Regions from separate parts of the Canis lupus genome. Here region 2 is linked to region 1. Evidence: chromatin contacts called from public Hi-C data. All regions are on one chromosome and are shown on one strand. Each heading gives the region's core, a stretch centred on a gene start, on an enhancer-like site or on the middle of the called end of the contact. The rest is flanking DNA. Distances are from core to core; before and after follow the strand shown.

Evidence for each region. Hi-C and Micro-C count contacts between places; a contact is called where the count stands out from the background.
Region 2: a Hi-C map of blood shows a contact between it and region 1, with 2.1 times the contacts expected there. The contact joins the promoter of NCOR2 here to the enhancer-like site in region 1. A contact is called at or near these places in 3 of 9 Hi-C or Micro-C datasets (blood and skin fibroblasts).

Annotation. Positions count from the first base shown.
Region 1 is chr26:5,456,410-5,461,410 of UU_Cfam_GSD_1.0, forward strand. No RefSeq gene overlaps it. Among named protein-coding and RNA genes, the nearest start is that of NCOR2, 52 kb to the right of the region's middle. Within about 2 kb of position 1,267, at least 2 of the 20 cell types and tissues checked have an H3K27ac peak or open chromatin away from gene starts, as enhancers often do. A contact at or near this core is called in blood, where this site is marked.
Region 2 is chr26:5,507,240-5,512,303 of UU_Cfam_GSD_1.0, forward strand. NCOR2 (nuclear receptor corepressor 2) reads left to right here and starts at 3,703. Exons shown (of 49, transcript XM_038574764.1): 1 at 3,703-3,719. LOC119866135 (a long non-coding RNA gene) reads right to left here and starts at 4,735. Exons shown (of 3, transcript XR_005379098.1): 1 at 4,604-4,735.

The DNA of each region.
Region 1 (5,001 bases), core at 17-2,516:
GAATGTGTGATCATTTGGACTCTGTGGTTGGGCCAAATACACCTTCGATTATCCCTGTAAAAGGTTTTATTTATTTATTTTTTCCATGATGATGTCCCAGAGTGTCACAAATACCACTCATACATGAGGTTAAGTAGAACACCCAACTATTTTTTGCTTTAGTGGTTAATATTCTAATGTGTGTTCAAACACTGTAACTGGCTCATCCAACCTGAGATTTCACAAATCTCATTGTTCAATGAGTCCCGGCACTCAAACAGGAAAATTGGAAGAGTTTATGGAAGGGACAGTGTAGGAAGGTGGAAGCAGGGTGTATGTTTGGGAAATCAAGAAGGAATGATGCAGTGCTCAAGGCTAGCATGAGCAGGGAGCTGTTGCCAGAAGACGTGTAGAGGAAGTAGCTCCTGGAACCCAGAGGGAGCTGTAGCTTTAGGAGAGGAGTGACCTTCAGCAGAAGAACACAGCCCCTGGTATAAACGTGGCGAGAGGGAAAGGGAGGTGGGGGAAATACCCCAACTTCTCTCCTGCTGCCTGCCAGCTTCCATCGGTGCCTCCCATTGGCTGAACCCTGCAGAGTGCAAGGGAGCCTGGGTAATGTAGTCCTCAGGGTCAGCCCCCCCTCCCCCCACCGTGCGTAGAGCAGGGAAGGTCAGGAGAGTCGATGCAAGAGCCAGAATACTTAAAATGAGGCTATGTAAATGTAAATTAAAAAAAAAAAAACAACGTAAATACCCCCCATCTCCCTCCCCCCCGCCCCCCCTGCCCTCTGCTCTGCCCTCACTGGTCAACCTCCACCAGAGCAGAGGGGAGGAGGCCAGTCGATGCAGGCCACCTGGGTCAGCCCGAGGAGCAGAGCAAGGAGCACAAGAGAGTGAGGTCATCACAAGGAACCACCCTCCTTTGATGGCTGAGGAGCGGGATGAGGTCAATCCCTTGCAGCAGGACCCGAGCCCACAAGCAGCAGAGTCGGGATCTGAACCCGGGACCGGAGGCTCCGGGCGCCGGCTGGGCCCGCCGTGCTGGAGGCAGGGCACGCCGGTGTCGGGAGCGGCCACGTGAGCGCACGGCGTGTGCCAGCGTGTGTGAGTGCTCTGGCTGCTGCTTCGCACGCCCACTCGCCCACTCGGAGCCGCTGCGCCTGGTCCCCGGGCACGTGTTTCTGTGGGCGTTCTCTTTTTTCCGATCTCTGTTACCACCAGCAAGTCTCAGAAGCAGCCAGAGAGAGGGAGACAGAGACGAAATGACACTTCTACTAAACAGGAACCATCTCCCACCATCTCCGCACGCTCCGGTGCCTCTGTGTCTAATTAGGGGTGGTGGCGTTCGGGGTGTGAACGTGAGCACCGCTCGCTCTGCAGGCGGCGGGGGCGAGGCGGGCGCCCCGAGGCCCGGGAAGCAGGGGCTCCTCCGCGGGCCCTGGGCGGCTGTGCCCGCGCCCGGGTGGCAGCGGCCCGCGTGCGCACCGAGGCGTCCCCAGCCCCGCGGGGAGCGCCGAGCCCTCTCTCATCGGTGTTATCACATGGATCCTTGAACCCAGTGGGAGGGGGAAAGGGATTTAGTGCAGGTGAGGACCGGCTCCCTAGGATTTCATTTCACCTTTGCAGCAACCAGGGAGCTCCGGCTACACCCAGCGGAGTGACAGAGTCACCGCCAGTGGAGCTGGGCTCCAGGGCAGCCCCAGAACTCTGCGTAAAGGGTCCCCGTGGCAGGACCAGGTCCTGGTGGAAATCTTGGGTTCTGGAGCCCCGGTGACTGGGTTAGAGCCCCACCTCTGCCGTTTCTGTGCCTTATGACAGGTGCCTTACGCGCTCCGTGCCTCCGTTTCATCATTTGTAAAGTGGGAGTGACAACAGTACCCCTCCAGGGGTCAGGGAGAGAATGCAGTGCGAAGAGCTTGGCACTGCGCCTGGTACATGATGGGCTCACAAGCAGCAACTTGTCATTTGCAAACATTGTCACTGCAGGGGCGCCTGGGGGGCTCAGGTCATGTTCCCGGGGTCCCAAGATGGAGCCCCACATGGGGCGGGCTTCCTGCTCAGCGGGGAGCCTGTTTGTCCCTTGGCCCCTCCCCCAGCCCCTGCTCATGCTGGTGCACACTCTCTTAAAAAAATAAATTAAAAATCTTTAAAAAAACCAACTAAACCATTGTCACTCCACCTTGGGATGGGACATTTGCTTCTCTGTTCTACCTCCAGAACCTCCCTGGCACCCTCCTTGGGCACATCAGAGCTGGAATATTTGTGGAATGAATAATTGATTGACTTGGGCTAGCTGCTGAGTGGAAAGCATTCAGATCCAAAGGCTTGTAAGATACGATTTAACTCTGATGGGGCTGGAGCTTCGCTGGGAGGCAAGGGGGCGCTGGAACCCTCCCATGAGGGCTGATAGGAAGGAGCTGGGGCTTCCCACCAATAGCCAGGACCCAAGCTTTGCTGTTCTAGGCTGTATCATGTACACCCAGATTCCTGTGTTGAATCCTTGAGCCCCGGTACCTTGGAGTGGGACTGAATTTGGAAATGAGACCTTCAAAGAGATGATGAAGTTAACACGAGGCTGTTGAGGTGGCCCTCATCCAACCTAAGTGCTGTTCCTGTAAGAAGAGGAAGAGATACGAGGGACGAGGGACGCATGCACAGAGGAAAGGCCATCTGAGGACACAGTAAGAACACAGGCATTTGCAAGCCAACGAGGGAGGCCAGGAGAATCAGACCTGCTGGCGCCTTGACCTTGGACTTCTAGCCTCTAACACTGTGAAACCATAAAGTTCTGTTATTTAAGCCCCCCAGGCTGTGGTGGTTTGTTCCTAACACACCTGGCAACAGCCATCAAGAGCGCTGTCTTAGAAGCAGCTCCTCCAGCACCGGTCAAACCTTTGGGTGGGGCAGCCCCAGCCCACACCCTCCCTGCAATCTCACAAGAGACCCCAAAGCAGAACCAGAGAAGCTGCTCTCGAATTCCTGACACACAAAAAAACTACATGAGATAAATACTTAGGTTGGTTTAAATTGGTAAGTTCAAGGGCATTTTGTTCTGCAGCAGTGGCTAGCAAATACACCTGCCACAGAAGGGGCTGTGTCTAGCTCCCAGGCTCAGCTCAACCCACACGGCCCGGGGCCTGGAACGGATAGAGAGACACATCTTGCTTTTTGATTCAATGACTGCTTTATGCTTGGCATATAATTAATGCTCAACAAACACTTGTTGATGAATGAATAACGAACCCTCAGTGTTGCAGACACCTCCCAGGCAGATGGATCCTTAATCAGGACTACATTTTTCCCCAGGACTATTTTTAAAGTCCAGCAAGGAAAGACACCCTGAACATTTCCCTTAGCGACTTTTCTAAACGTCTAGCTACCCTTGATGTCATGAATTTTCCGCTCATACACACACACCTGGTTTTCATCAATTGCAGCTAAAACTCCTCTTTTTCTTTCTTTTGGCTTTTTGCTTAATCCGTTATTTGCTGAGCAAACATTTACTGAGTACCATTGCTTAGCCACGTCCTCTGAGGTGGCCTCAATGACAGGTGTCTCTTTGCCTGTGAGGGGTGAGAATGTGCACTGGGACTCAGAGGGCCTGAGTTCCACTTTCTTCCTGGTACTGGGGATTTAGTTTTCCCATTTATAAAAACGAGAGCTTTGTGCTTGACTGGGGGCAGCAAGGAGCTTTCATCATGTGCCAGTTCCTCGCAGTTGAAAGTGCCTGCCTCAAGGTCCAGGTTGAAGATCCTGAGGCCATGTTCAAACTCAGTGGGGAAGAGAGTTGGGATAGATTAGTGATGTCTGCCTGGGTGTGGCACAGGAAAGTGCTGGGTATTTGCCAACCCCAAGCTTGGCTGGCTCAGAATTTCCTGCAAATTTTGACTGTCTCTGACCTCGGGACACTTAATAGGCCTGTGTGGAATATCTACACACAGACAAGAAGCTGGTGGCTGTTGTAGCCAAGATCCATGGAGATTTCCGCACAGGGAAATGGTAGCTGGGGCCAGAGAGCCTTCCCAGTAGGTCAGTGCATTCAGAGCCTGGCTGGCGTGCTGATGGGGGCTTTTCCAGGCACTGAGAGCAGAAGGCATGGGCATGAACCAGGGGTGTTGACTCTGCTAGTCCTGGACATCCCAAGGTGTGAGAAGAGAGACGCCCCTTCCCCTGAGGTCTTAGAGCCTGTTTGGGCCTGAGGGTGGGGCTCTTCTTGGAGGAATTCATTGCATATCTGCATCTACCCAGACAAATTCTGAGCTTTGGGGAGTTGAATTATGTTCAGACTGAGGCCCTGTGGAGATGCAATATTGATAAAAGTAGAATAACGATATCCACATTGACCAGCAATAATTGACAGCTTACTATATGCTGGGTGTGGTGAAAGTAGTTCCTATGGCTTTTTCCATGTGACCTCCAGGACGCTCCAAGACGCTAGTGCAAGAGGCTCAACGCCTGCAGTCTACAGCAGCCAGAGTGGCCTTTGCAAACATCAACCAGACCATACCACCGCCCTGCTCTACATTCCAATGGCTCCCAGTGCTCCCAGAAGATCTGCGCTTGTCACATGACCTCCAAAGCCTGTGCCCACCTCTCCATCTCATGACCTACCCCCTTCCCTTCCATTCACTCTGCTCCATTCTCAAGGGCCTTCCTTCTGCTCTGCAGAAGGATTAGTTCCTGCCTCGGGGCCTTTGCATTTGCTGTTCCCCTCTGCCCAGAATACCTTTCCCCTAGATGTCTGCATATCACTGTTCACTTCTCACATCCACTGCCTTGCCTGGCCTCCTTTTCTAAATAGCCTGGACTCTCCCCATGGTTCGCTGCACCTCTTTCTGCTGTGTCTTCTTCCTCACCATCGTGTCTCCCTGACATTATTACGGAGTGTTTCTTGTTCATCTGCTGTGGCCTGTCTCTCCCTGTCCTAGAAGTAACCTCCATGGAGACCCCTCCCCAGTGAGGGGTCCTCGCTGCCTAAGGACCACCTCCAGGCCTTTCACCATAGCAGAGAGAACAACGATGT
Region 2 (5,064 bases), core at 2,453-4,952, 53 kb after region 1:
GGGATGCAGAGACCAGTCATTCCCACTTAAGTCCAGATTCTGCAAGGCCAAGCCTGATCCCCAGCCAGTGTCCTCCATGTTGCATGAATTCATTATTCACTGTTCATTCACTGTCAACACTTTTTAACTGCTGTCTATTGTGTGCTGGTAATACAGCAGTGGGCTAGACAGATGAGGTCTCTGCTCTCATGGAGCTGACATTCTGGTGATAGAAGACGATATGTAAGTGATAAATGCCCAGGATAATTTTAGGTGGTGATAAATGGTGAAGAAAATATACACGGTGATGGGGTAGTTAGTGCCTTGGGACTTTTGATAGAGGGCCAGTGAGAACTTCTTTAAGGAGATGACATTGAACTGGGACTAGAACATAGGAGACAGCTATCTTAGGCAGAGGAACTAGCAAGTACAAAGGTCCTGAGGCAGGAATGAGTTTGACTAGTTTGCTAATTATTTAGGAGGGAATGGTCGAATGATTTGAAGGATAGTGGCAACATAACCTAAGGGCAGAATTTGTCCCTGGGATGGCAGAGCTCCCTGGATGCATGGGACATCTCACCATGTTCCCAGCTGGTCAGAACCCATGTGCCATATGCTGCTCAATGTCCTTGGGCAGCTTCCCTTTATCTTAGTCTCCTCACCTATAAAATGGGTATATTGACAGTCTTTCCCTCATGATGATGAGATGTTTGGGAGGCTCTTAGTTAGCATAATTATTAACCCCCATCCCAGCCCAGGGTGTAAGGCCCCTCTAGGGAGGCTGTTTGGGGGCAGAGTGTTCTTTGGCAATCTTTCAAAGCTGCTCTTCCATTAGTTACATGAGAAGCCCTGGGGTGGCTGCTCAGAGCCCAGTAGCAAATGGTAAAGTGCTGCAGAGTAGTATCCAGGGTGCTGCTGGGTGCTGATGTGTGGGGGTCTGGGGGTGGGCAGCGGCTCCGCTGAGACCCCTTCCAGTTCATCCCTGCAGAGCCATGGTTTGGAGTGCCCATCTGGAATCACTTGGAGAATGAGTCTATCAGTTAGGTCCTTAATCTCTCTGGGTCTCAGTTTCCCCATCTGTAATGTCAGGTCAATACTAGGAACCCACTGTCTGAGGGCTTCTGAGGTGGGGGGGAACAGTGCGATCCTGAGGACATGTACTTATTCCCTGTAGCCCAAGAGGGTGGGATTAATAACCAGAGGGACAGAGGAGGGCTAGAAAGAGCACAAATCACAAATCATCCTGAGAAAAAAGGCCTTGCTTCTCCTGGCTTCAGTTTTTCCATCTGCAACATAGCTGGGCCAGAGGACACTGACATCGGAGTCTGTGCTTGGCTCCCTTTGAGGGGTTTCCAAGTGGCCCCTGGGACATTTAAAGCCGACAGTTCCCCTGCCTGGCCTGCCTGCCCCACCACCTATGCCCACAGCCTTGGCCAAAGCCCCTGGGGAACCACTGGGAGGCAGACCCTGGGCAAAGGAACCCCTGAAGGTACCCCAAACCCTCCTCCTCTGGTGCCAAATCCCAGAGCAGATCTCAGGAGCGGGGCAGCCCGGGTGGCTCAGCGGTTTGACTTCGACCCAGGTCGTGACCCTGGAGACCCCGGATCGGATCCAGTCCCACGTCGTCGGGCTCCCTGCGTGGGAGCCTCTGCCTGTGTCTCTGCCCCCCCTACACCCCCCCCCCCCCCCCCCCCGTCTCTCATGAATAAATAAATAAAATCTTAAAAAAAAAAAAAAAGATCTCAGGAGCCTTCTCAGGTGACACTCTGGGGGAGGGGCAGGGAGGATGCAAAAGGAGGGCTGCCCAGTCCCCACCCTACCCTCCTGGCCCTGTCTTCCCCAGGCCCCTTGGAGGACTCCGCCTTCCTTTTGCAGGTCTGGCTTTCTGCCTGAGGATTCCCACAGTTTGGTTGGTGGCAGTGGAGCTGGTGAGGCCAGGATGGGGAGGTAGGGGACCACTGACCCATGTCCCCTTCTCATTCCAAACTGTGAACTGTGCCTCTTCCCTCCACATGTACTTCCCCTTTTTCCAGATTTTGTCAGCCCCAGGTGCTCCCTCTTTTCCCCCAATAAAAGGAAAACTAGCAGCCTGAGGGGGCAGAGAAGGACAAATTGCTACAGGGGAGGCAGGCAACCCCTGCCTGCTGGCAGGAGGCACGCCTGGGCCCCTGGAAACCGCATGGCTGCCTCCCCACCGCAGCCATTCCCCACACCCCCTGGGGGTTCTCAGATGTTGGCAGATGGCAGAACTGAATCTGCTGAGACTTCGCTCCAAAAAAGGAAAGCTGAACCGAAAACAAAAATTCAAACTCTCCAACATCTTAGGGGAAAGGAGAGGAGGAGGGAGGCTCCAGGCCTGGGGCTCCCGGTGCCCTCTGCTGTTTAAAAAAAATCTTCTCCAGCTTGGGAGGGCCACCTGGGAGGGGGTGAGCCGGGACACACAATTGTCAGGGAGGCCAGAGAGGTTCTTGCTGGAACTGCGAGTGTCTGTACATGTGCCTGAGGTGACCTCACATGCTTGTGAGGGTGTGCTCCTGGATGTGCGTGTGTGTCCCTGTGTACCTGACCACAAGCTTGCAGCATTTAGTCTGTGCATTTGTGTCCTCGGAGGTCCCAAAATGGATGTACACTCAACGACACATTATTGAGTCCCTACTGTGTGGAAAGGCAAGTGCACAGATAGCCAAAAATGCCGTCCCTGGTGAACAGGACATTCTGGTGTGCGTGCCTGCCCGTGTATGGAACTTGTGTCTGTCTGTGTCTCGTGTTTATCTGTGGGTGATCTGACACTTGAGTCTATGCCTCGGGCTAGGCGCACGTCTGCGGTGCGTTGTGAGTTTCCTCGTGTGATCACTGAGCACATCTGCTGTCCCACGAGGCCCAGGGTGTGAAAGTCTGCAGCTGAGAGGTTAGGCTCCCACGACGCGCGGCAGTCCCCGGGGTGGGCTCTACCGCGCGGGGCCCTGCGCCTCGGCGGGTGGCCCTCCCTGCACACCCCCTCCCCACGCACGGCCACTCTAGAGTTATAATTTAATAGCTGAAACGCGATTCCAGTTAAGTATCTGGGGCTGGGGAGGAGGAGGGCGCGAAGCCCCACCGGAGAAGGAGGAGGGGGCGGGATGGGAGGCGCTTTCCCCCTCCTCCCTCCCTCAGGGAGCTGCTAGAAGAAACGGCGTCGCGCCCAAGTGTAAGGGTGTGTGTGTGTGTGCGCGCGTGTGTGCGCGCGCGCGTGGCAACGTGAGCGCGCGCGAGTGGGTGCGCGCAGGGCCAGGGGAGGCGACGCGGGCCCTTTAAGGAGCCCGAGGGGGCCGGGCCGGGGAGCGTCGGTGCGGGCGGGGAGCCGGGAGCTGCGAGGCCGAGCCACCGCCCCCCGGGCTCCCGCCCCGCCCCCTCCTCCCCCTCCCGCCGCCGCCGCCGCCGCCGCCGACACCGCCGCCGCCGCCGCCGCCGCCGCCGCCGGGGAGCGGAGCCGCGGGCAGGCCCGGCCGCACCGGAGCCCCGCGTCCGCCCGCGCCCCGCCCGAGCCGTGCGCCCGCGCCCTGCGCCCCGCGATGCGCTCCGAGTGGTGGGCCGGGGGCCCTGGGCAGGCGCCCTAGGAGGCGGCGGCGGGAGGATCGCGCCCCGGCTGGAGGCCGGGCCTGCTGCGCGCCCCCAGCCCGTTCGGCACCGCCACTTGCCTGAGCGCCCGGGCGGCCAGAGCGCGCCCCGAGCCCGGGCGCCGCCGCCGCCACCGCAGCGAGGTGAGTCGGGGCCGCGGGGAGGCGCGGGGCGCGCTTCCGGGGGGATCGGGGAAGGTCGGGCGGCGCACGCGGCGGAGTTGGCGGGGCCCCTGCACTCCTGAGTTGGCGCTCTCGGGGGTGGCCTGCTGGGGAGCGAGGCGCCCCGTGGCCGCTGCGGCCCGCGTGCGTGGGGGCGCTGGCGCTGGGGAACTTAGGGGAACTCCAGCTACCCTGCGAGGGGGCGGGAAGGGGGGAAGTGGCGTGGGGTGGGCCCGCGGGGGGACGCCCTGGAAATGCGCAGGGCAGCCCCCCGCCGTGCGCCCAGCCCTGTGGGCCTGGCCGCATGCGCCTCCCTCCTCCCCAAGTAGCCCCAGGCTCGGGGGTGACACTGCGTCTTATTTTCCAGCAGGCAGCGCGGGCTTGGGGAGCCCCTGGAGATGGCACCCGGCGCTCCCCGGCCTGGCTGCTGGGGGAGGGCGCGGGGCGGGTTCCCGCCAGCGGGGGGCGGGGGCCGCTCCCGGGCGGGAGAGCAGAGGGCGCTGGGTGGGGGGTCCCCCCGGGAGAGGCGCCCCGGCCCCCCCCGCCCCCGCGGGCCGGTGTTCCTGCTGTCTGGGCCTGCCTCCCGCGGCTGGTGACGCCTCATTGGGCCGCCTCCTGGTCCCTCCCCCGGGCTGTGCGGATACTTGGGATGCCACTAGTTTGGGAAGTTGGAATTCAGAGCTGATCCCACTCGGGCTGGACCTGGAGGCCCCAGGCCCCAGTGCTGGGAGAGCATCCCCAGAGACCTGCGCAGGGGTGGGGGGACTCGTGGGGCGCGCCTTCCTCACCCCGGGCGCTGGCAGTAAAAAGCCGGAGGGAGGGAGAGAGAGAGGGCAAGGCGGGCGGGAGGGAGAGACAGGCTGTACCTGTGAGCTGCCGTCGCCCGGGCCCAATTAGCGTGGGGCGCCCGGCGGTATTTTTACATTGTAGGTTTATTTTTTTGGAAGCCAGTGTCCTCCCGCCGCCTGTCGCGCGCTCCGGCTCTCCGAGGGTCTGGTTGCAGGCAGCGGAGGCGGATCTGTGCAGTGGGCTCAGCCTCCTCCTTTCCTCCCCCTCCTACTCCTCCCCTCCCCCTCGTTGGTGAGAACTGGTTTTATTATGATTATTTTTTTTCCCTTTTTGCAGATTTGGAGGAAGGATGTGTGAGGGAGGGAGGGGGGGAGGGGTGAGGATCCCTGTGGGCTGGATGGGGGAGTTCTGGGCACGTTGGGATGTGTTATCGGTGGCCTTGACTTTGCCCTTTTTAAAACCAGATCTGGGTCTTCGCGGCTGCTTTGATATAAGGGGCTCTCAGGACCAGGCGTGAGCTAGGAGGGCGTCCCAGGGC